Regions from separate parts of the Hordeum vulgare genome. Here region 2 is linked to region 1. Evidence: chromatin contacts called from public Hi-C data. All regions are on one chromosome and are shown on one strand. Each heading gives the region's core, a stretch centred on a gene start, on an enhancer-like site or on the middle of the called end of the contact. The rest is flanking DNA. Distances are from core to core; before and after follow the strand shown. Region 1 holds the start of LOC123407406. Region 2 holds the start of LOC123407460.

Region 1 (3,546 bases), core at 684-3,183:
TTTTTGCCTGTCCGTGATTTGTGAATGATCGCCTGGATGTTTTTCCTTTTAGTATTCTACGTCTTTTCCTTAGCTTTTGCATGATCTTATAATAAGCAACCGATCATATTCTCAAAACGAAACAAAGAACTTGGGGATCCTAAAGAATATTTCCTAATCAGAAAACCTCTGCCATATAAGATTTGTCTTCAGTCAAACTTCACCAGTACTCCCTCCGTTTCTTTTTTACTTCGCATATAAGATTTGTCTTCAGTCAAACTTTACATGCGGAGAAAAAGAAATGGATGGAGTATTTAGTTGCAGGTTCTATGTGCAAAGCGTACTCCAAATTCCCCTAGAAGAAGGGTAGTCCCAATTCCATTCTGTTGCAGCAACTGCTGAGTGATAAATTTCACAGCCAATGGCAAATGGCCAGGGGACCACATTAACACTAAACATGCCCGATTCATGCGGCAAAAATATGTACGAGCTCGCCCTCAATTGAAATGAGGGTACAAGTATATACTGTGACAGCAGTGGATTTCGGCTTTATTGCACATTACTTCTTGTCTTCCTGACTTTTGACAGTTCAATAGCACAAAAGTGGAGAACAAAATAGTGGAAATCTCGGAGTGAGGCTAATCGAACAACGACGGTGTGTTTGGTGCTAGTAGATTTTAGGACCTGAACTCTGGCTCGAAAATAATAACCGAGGAAGGGGCACGCTGCGGTCCGAAATAGCCAAATCTCAAGAAGCAGCGGCATATGATATGTCGATGGGGCAGAAAAGCCGAAGGAACAAATTCTAACATATTGATCCACTGAAAATTCAGCGACAATGACATGATGCCAATGTATATGTATGGAGTTGTTAGCAGAAAAATGATAACAAGAGACCGCAAGTGACCAGCGACGTCACCGACGTTGACCAGGAGAAGCATAGAGAGGGCGGGTAGCAGAGCTCTCACCCGATCCACGTCGTCGTCGCCGCCGTGGAGGGGGGACGCGGCGGGCCCCCTCCGCGCGCGCCTGCGGATCCGGCGGCCGGCGCCCGCGGCCCTGATGACGTCCTGGATCTCCCACAGGGTGGCGCCCAGCTGCCGCGCGGACGCCCCCGACGAGCTCCTCCTCCCCGCCGCCGCCGCGTCCGCCGCAGGCTCCTCCGGCCGCGGCGGCGACGCCTCGAGCTTCCAGGACGGCGAGGGCGTGGCGCGGTCCGCTCTCCGCCTCGCCCGCGCGGCCGCCAGCTCCCGCCGCAGCGGCGCCCCCTCCTCCGGCTCCCGCTGCCGATTCGGGGTCCCGTGGGCCGGCTGCTCCCCGCCGACGCCGCATTTCTGCAGCGGCGCTGCCGGTGGCTCTACCTCCATGGCTGCCGCCTCGCTGTCTTGGCGAGCGGTGCGCCCCCGTTCCGCTTCCGCTTCCGCTTCCCCTGCTTGTTTTTCCTTGGACTCTCTGACTAAGGAGCCGTCATGCCCTGCGTCCTCACCTTCGCTTCCTTGTGCTGTCTCCCTGTGCACAGTGCTTGCAGGAGTAGGATCCCAGGCAGTAGAGCTAGAGCTAGAGAGAGAGCACGTATCTTTCTTTTTTTTACCGCCGCGGTGTGAAGGGAAAAGCGGTGGCCTGCTCCGTAGAACGGCGGTTGTCAGAGGGGAGGAAATGTTTACTTGCGGGCGCATTGATGATTGACCACTCACTCGCTACACCGCGTGCGGCGCTACTGCCGGGGCTCCGACGCCTCTCTCGACAGTCGACACCCAACTCGCCGGCCCGACGGGATTGCTCGCCGACCTCGTCCTCCCCCACCCGCCGCCGCCGCTACCACCACCACCACCACCACCGAGGAAGCCTAGCTAGGTAGCCTTGTTTTCCTCGGGTTACGTTGTAGTAGTACTGCTCGGCGTGCACGTACGAAACGTCTGATCGATGGGTCTATTCGACCGACGGCACGGGCGTGGGGTGAAGGACTAGAGAGAGCAGGCGGGCATGCTGGTGCTGCTGCGCCGGTCGACGCGACCCGTCACTTCCTCCTCCCCTCTCTCTCTTTCTGAGACGTGACGAAATCTGCCCGTTCCAGCTATCATGGCCCTACCAATGGGTAGATATATAGAGTATCCAAAGAAATTACCTATTCGTTTCCACTTACTTTCTCACGAGGGGAATAGAATAAGATTCTTGCGTGGAAACCTTTAGTGCATGGATTCCCAGACCGTCCTAGGGAACTAGGATACGAGGGTGTTTGTTTTCATGAATTTATTGATTTAGGGACTTAAAAAAGTCTATATGAGTCTCACCTAAACCAAACACAAGGGATTTATTGTGACTTATTGTGATGATTTGGGACTTATCAAATAAGACTTTCAGGGAGGAGCTTATTGGGACTTATTCCGGGCCGGACCTACCCCGCGTTGCTCCAGGCTCGGTCCAAGCACGCCGCCCCGCCTCTCGGTCCAATCGCCGCCGCCGCCCCGCCTCTCGCCCCGTTGCCGCCCCGTCGCCCGCTTCGTCGGTTCGGTTCGCCGCCCCGTCTCGTTTCGTCGCCCCATTTCTGCCTCGGTTCGTCGCCCCGTCCCGTTCGTTCGCCGTCCCGTTTTTGCCTCGTTGCAGCGGTGCTTATCATGTGTGCCGTACGTTTTGGCTGATGACGATCCATGTTGACTGCAGGTTACCCGCGTCCCTGTGCAAGTGTATTATTAGGTGCAACATGGACTTATAAGTCCCTGTAAACAAACAGGTAGGGACTCGGGACTTATAAGTCCATGTAAACAAACAGGTAGGGACTTATGACTTATAAGTTGGGACTTAAAAAAGTCCTAGGACTTATGAAACAAACAGGGCCTACTTCTCTTCTCTACCTCCAACTGCACAACTACAAACTTCCTATGTCTTGGACTCTTGGTGATTTGTTCGAGCGACGTTGTTGTCCACATTTGTCTTACCAAATGTCCCCTATCACGGCATTTGTCTTACCAAACTAAATTATATGCGTTCAGCGCTTACCGTGGAATTTGAAGCTTTAGGCCTCGTTCGGTACCCAGGTATCTGGACCTTATCTAGAGTATTTTACAGGCCCGGTAAAAAAATCCCTAAGATTCCTGACAACCCATTCGTTACTCCGGTATTGGACCAGCCCATCCCCAAATTTACACGCTGAAACCCTCAATACCCGTGTATGAGCAGACGCGAGCTGCCCCTCGCGAATTTCCTCCCTCCGCCGTCGCCCCTTCGCACCTCTCCACCGTCGCCCCGTCGCCTGCCCCCGCCGCCGTCGCCCCTTCGCCCCTCTCCACCATCCGCCCTCCGCTCTCCGTCGTCCTCCGCTCTTCATCGTCGGCCCTCTGCTCTCCATCGTCGGCCCTCCACCCTCCGTCCGCCGTTTGCCGGCTCCGTCCAGGCCTCCTCAACCCCTGTCCGTCGGTCCTGCCTCATCAGCCCCTGCCGCCTCCGACGCCAGAACTCATTGCTTCGGTAACCTGGTGTCTTCGCCGGTAAGGGCTGGTTCCATCTCATCCCTCCCCTCTCCTCCCCTTTTCTAGGGTTCGCCGGTTCCATCTCATCTGATTCTTGCTA
Region 2 (3,546 bases), core at 506-3,005, 230 kb before region 1:
TACGAACTTTATTGGCAATGAAGACACTATCCAAGACAGAGCGCAAATGGTTTTCACTTCCTTGAACGAGGCCATCCTTGGCCTTACCCATGACTGGATCAGGCCCTTTCACAGGAATGTTAGATCTGGCTGAATTCTTGGTTTTCCTCTGTTCAGTAGCGCTGCGTGTCTCTAGGGGATCAGGCATGGTTGCCGCGCGAACTGACCAAGCATTTTCTTGCTCCTTGACTATATGGGGGTGACGTTTTATGAAGGATGAATCTGCTGCTACTATAAACTTGTAGTCTTGAAGCTTCTCCCTTCTTTTACCCAGCGGATTCAATATCATGTTCCTTGTCCGCTCATCTCTGATCAGTCTTTCTACATACTTCACAGGTATGGATTCCATTTTTGTAAACTCAAGCATAATTTGATCCCTTTTGGAAGCAAGTCCATCATCATACAACAAAGAACTTCTGCAGACCCATAAACCTCGCACCAAATCAGCATACACTGGAAGAATTTCCAGAACATCTTCCTCCGAACAGTCTGGAGCAAGATGCATTAGAGCAACAAATTGACTCACTTGTGACACCTCAGTAAACCATTTCTTCAGGCGCTCTTCCAGTGGCAGTGAAAGCATCTCCCGGATCGCCTGGCATCTGTTAATATTCTTGCTGCCTGTCGGCCCTCCAGGACACAATGACGCTGCATAATCCTGTGTGCTCATTGTGAAATCTATAGGCCTGCCCTCGCTTGCTACCATCTCAGCATAGTACTTGCTTGCAACATCACTCCCAGCCGGTTCATAAGTGAGAGAAATCCACGGCTCAGGTTCTTTAGGGGGGTCCTTGGAACCATCTGAGCGCTCTTTTCCCTTGACCGATGGAACAGCCTGGACACCAGCACCACCGCCATTTGTTTCCACCTGCTGCAAAGGCTGCCTAGCACGCGAAGCACCAGAAATCAGATGCGGCTTTGACGGCCGCAGCTGCATCACCGCATCAAGATGATTCAGATGAACCATGTTGCCTCGGAGAACCCCAACGGCAAAGTCAGACACATCAGGCGCCTCCGATGAGGACAGTGTCTGCGTTGTCAGCCTCAGAGACCCAGAAACCTCCGGGTCGTAATTGTCACTCTGCGTATCGACCTCCAAGTCTACCTCAACCTTTGAGCTCCCAGGCTTCACGCGGACCTCCTTGCATACCTCACCGAGCTCGTACGGACGCCAGCATGGCCTCAGCGGGTACTGCATGATGTAGAGCTTGCTGTCCTTATCGAAGGGCTTGGGCGTGAAGCAGACGTCGATCTCCCGCACCACGAAGTCCTCATCCTCAACATCCATGTCATCCGCGCCATCGGCGGCGCCCACCCTGTCCGTCTCCATCGCGTCCACGCCATCCTCCGGCAGCGTGCCCGCCGCCGCGTCGTGGGGTTCACCCTCCTCCGGCTTTGACTCGGGCTCCGGCTCTGGTTTGTGCTTGGGCTTGGGCTCCGGTTTGGCCTTCGGCTTTGGCTTCGGCTTGGGCTTGCCCTTGACCTTGGGTTGGAAGCGGACGGAGGGGGCGGCAGCGGCGGCGGCGGCGGCGGAAGAGGACGGGGCGTCTAGGGAGGCGAGGTCGGCCATGTCGATGTCGGCGTCTGTCGCCATGGCCGCCGCTGCTAGGGTTCCGCCGCCGAGGGGATTTGGGTTTTCTATTTCTCAGGAAAGAGTGCGGCAGCTTGGGAGAGAGACGAGCGACAGACAGGTCGCTCATCGCTGTTTATCTCCCGTGCGTTGTTTGGGCTTGGGCATGCGGATGCAGAAAATAGCAGGCCTGGATAGCATGCTGTATTTACGAACAGCATATTATTTTTTTATTTTTTTTTAGAAAAAGAGAGATGCCTTCCCAATTTCCATATATTAGAAGCCACAGTTGTCTTACGCCTGTGGGACCCCGACTTACGAGTCGAGATCGCGGAATGAACGTGCTCAATGATCCCAGAGATCAATGCTCACCGAACACACAGATACCGAATATTAAGAGTCTTACATCTATACATAACGTTTGATACAACAAATGACCATTGTGGTCAGGTCTTACATATATAGGGCCTTGAGGGCCAACACACCAAACTGGACCAATAGCGGAAATATTGGTCGAAAACGTGAACCCATGCCATCAGCCTTAACCTACATGCATTCTGACTGGGAAGCGTCCTAGCTCGCAAGAACGTCACCGAGATACTCTTCACCAAATCATGTTCTCTCATACCTGGTCAATGAAATAAACAGTGGCAAGCCAATGAGTACTTTGAATGTACTCGCAAACAACCCATGATATGAACAATGCAAGTGAAGGATAACAATAAAATGCATCTTTGGTGGATATCATCTTGGTGGTAAACAAACATGATCATGGTATGCAATAAGTTAAATGTCACTTTGAAGAACATGTTACAGATATCAATATATCTGTCAAGGACTGAACACTCCAGGTTCACCCTATATGCCAAGTCATCAAACTTGGTCATATCATTACTCTCATAATAACTCCTTTTTATCACAACTCACACACACTTGGTTTATGCGGAAACGACTAGACGTAGTTTAAGTAGGATTACCCAACTGTCCTTGACCGTGGACACGGCTATTCGAATAGTTTTACACTCTACAGAGGTAGTACGCTCGACTCACGAGATCCGGGAAACTATTGTGTCATCCACGACTCGCGGTATATAACATACCCGAGGTAAGTACCCGATCAATGTCTTTCCCCTGACGATACTAGACAAAGAGATCCACTCGATTGGTACCCAGCCCACATGTTTTACATCTTATGAGCACCGACTCTGGACAGTATCAACCATGCGGGGACCAACGGTGTGCCTTGAACACGTAAAAACGGCATAGTCGCCCTACCTGGCACGACCGTATCACGAGAGTGACCACACATCACTCCCGCCACTAGTAATGTGGCTCTTTGCTAGCACCAACCAGAGTAATCAACACAGTCCCGTCCCATAAAGGGTAACATGGTTATACATGTAAGGTTGGGACGGTCGACACATCATAAATCTAATCCCATTTCCGCAACCATACTCACACAAATACCCGGTGCACCACTTCACCAAAAGTGGCCACCTAACTCATCATCACCCTCGGGCATTAGTGGCACCCGACGGGGTTTTCATAAATCTTTGATTTATACCAACAACATGCTCATGCTACTGTTACACTAGCTTTACTTGTCAACATGATACTAGCATGACCCTCATAGGTGGTAGGATCAAGCTTAATGCATGTGCTCCGGAGGAGCCATCGATAACATCACTTCAATGATTTACCGGCACTTATGATCATATGCAACGGAATACTTGCTATACTAACATGCAATATAACATATGCTTAGTAATGGTCAAAGGGTTGCTTGCCTTTGCTCTCATAAGTTCTCAGGGTCTTCGAGGTCTTCCGATCCAACTCTGAGTATTCCATCTACCCCGTCAACTATCGTCAAAAACAAACATAATAAGCCACACAGCAAGCAGAAATAAAAGTGTTATAAAATGGAAGTTATATTTTTC

Evidence for each region. A called contact is a pair of places that touch in the nucleus more often than the background predicts.
Region 2: a Hi-C map of leaf shows a contact between it and region 1, with 6 times the contacts expected there. The contact joins the promoter of LOC123407460 here to the promoter of LOC123407406 in region 1. A contact is called at or near these places in 2 of 6 Hi-C or Micro-C datasets (leaf and seedling).

What each region holds. Positions count from the first base shown.
Region 1 is chr7H:462,373,993-462,377,538 of MorexV3_pseudomolecules_assembly, reverse strand. It overlaps LOC123407406, which reads right to left and starts at 1,933. Exons shown (of 4, transcript XM_045100531.1): 1 at 1,674-1,933; 2 at 948-1,599. The coding sequence starts at 1,346.
Region 2 is chr7H:462,601,163-462,604,708 of MorexV3_pseudomolecules_assembly, reverse strand. LOC123407460 reads right to left here and starts at 1,755. Exons shown (of 2, transcript XM_045100594.1): 1 at 1-1,755. The coding sequence starts at 1,633.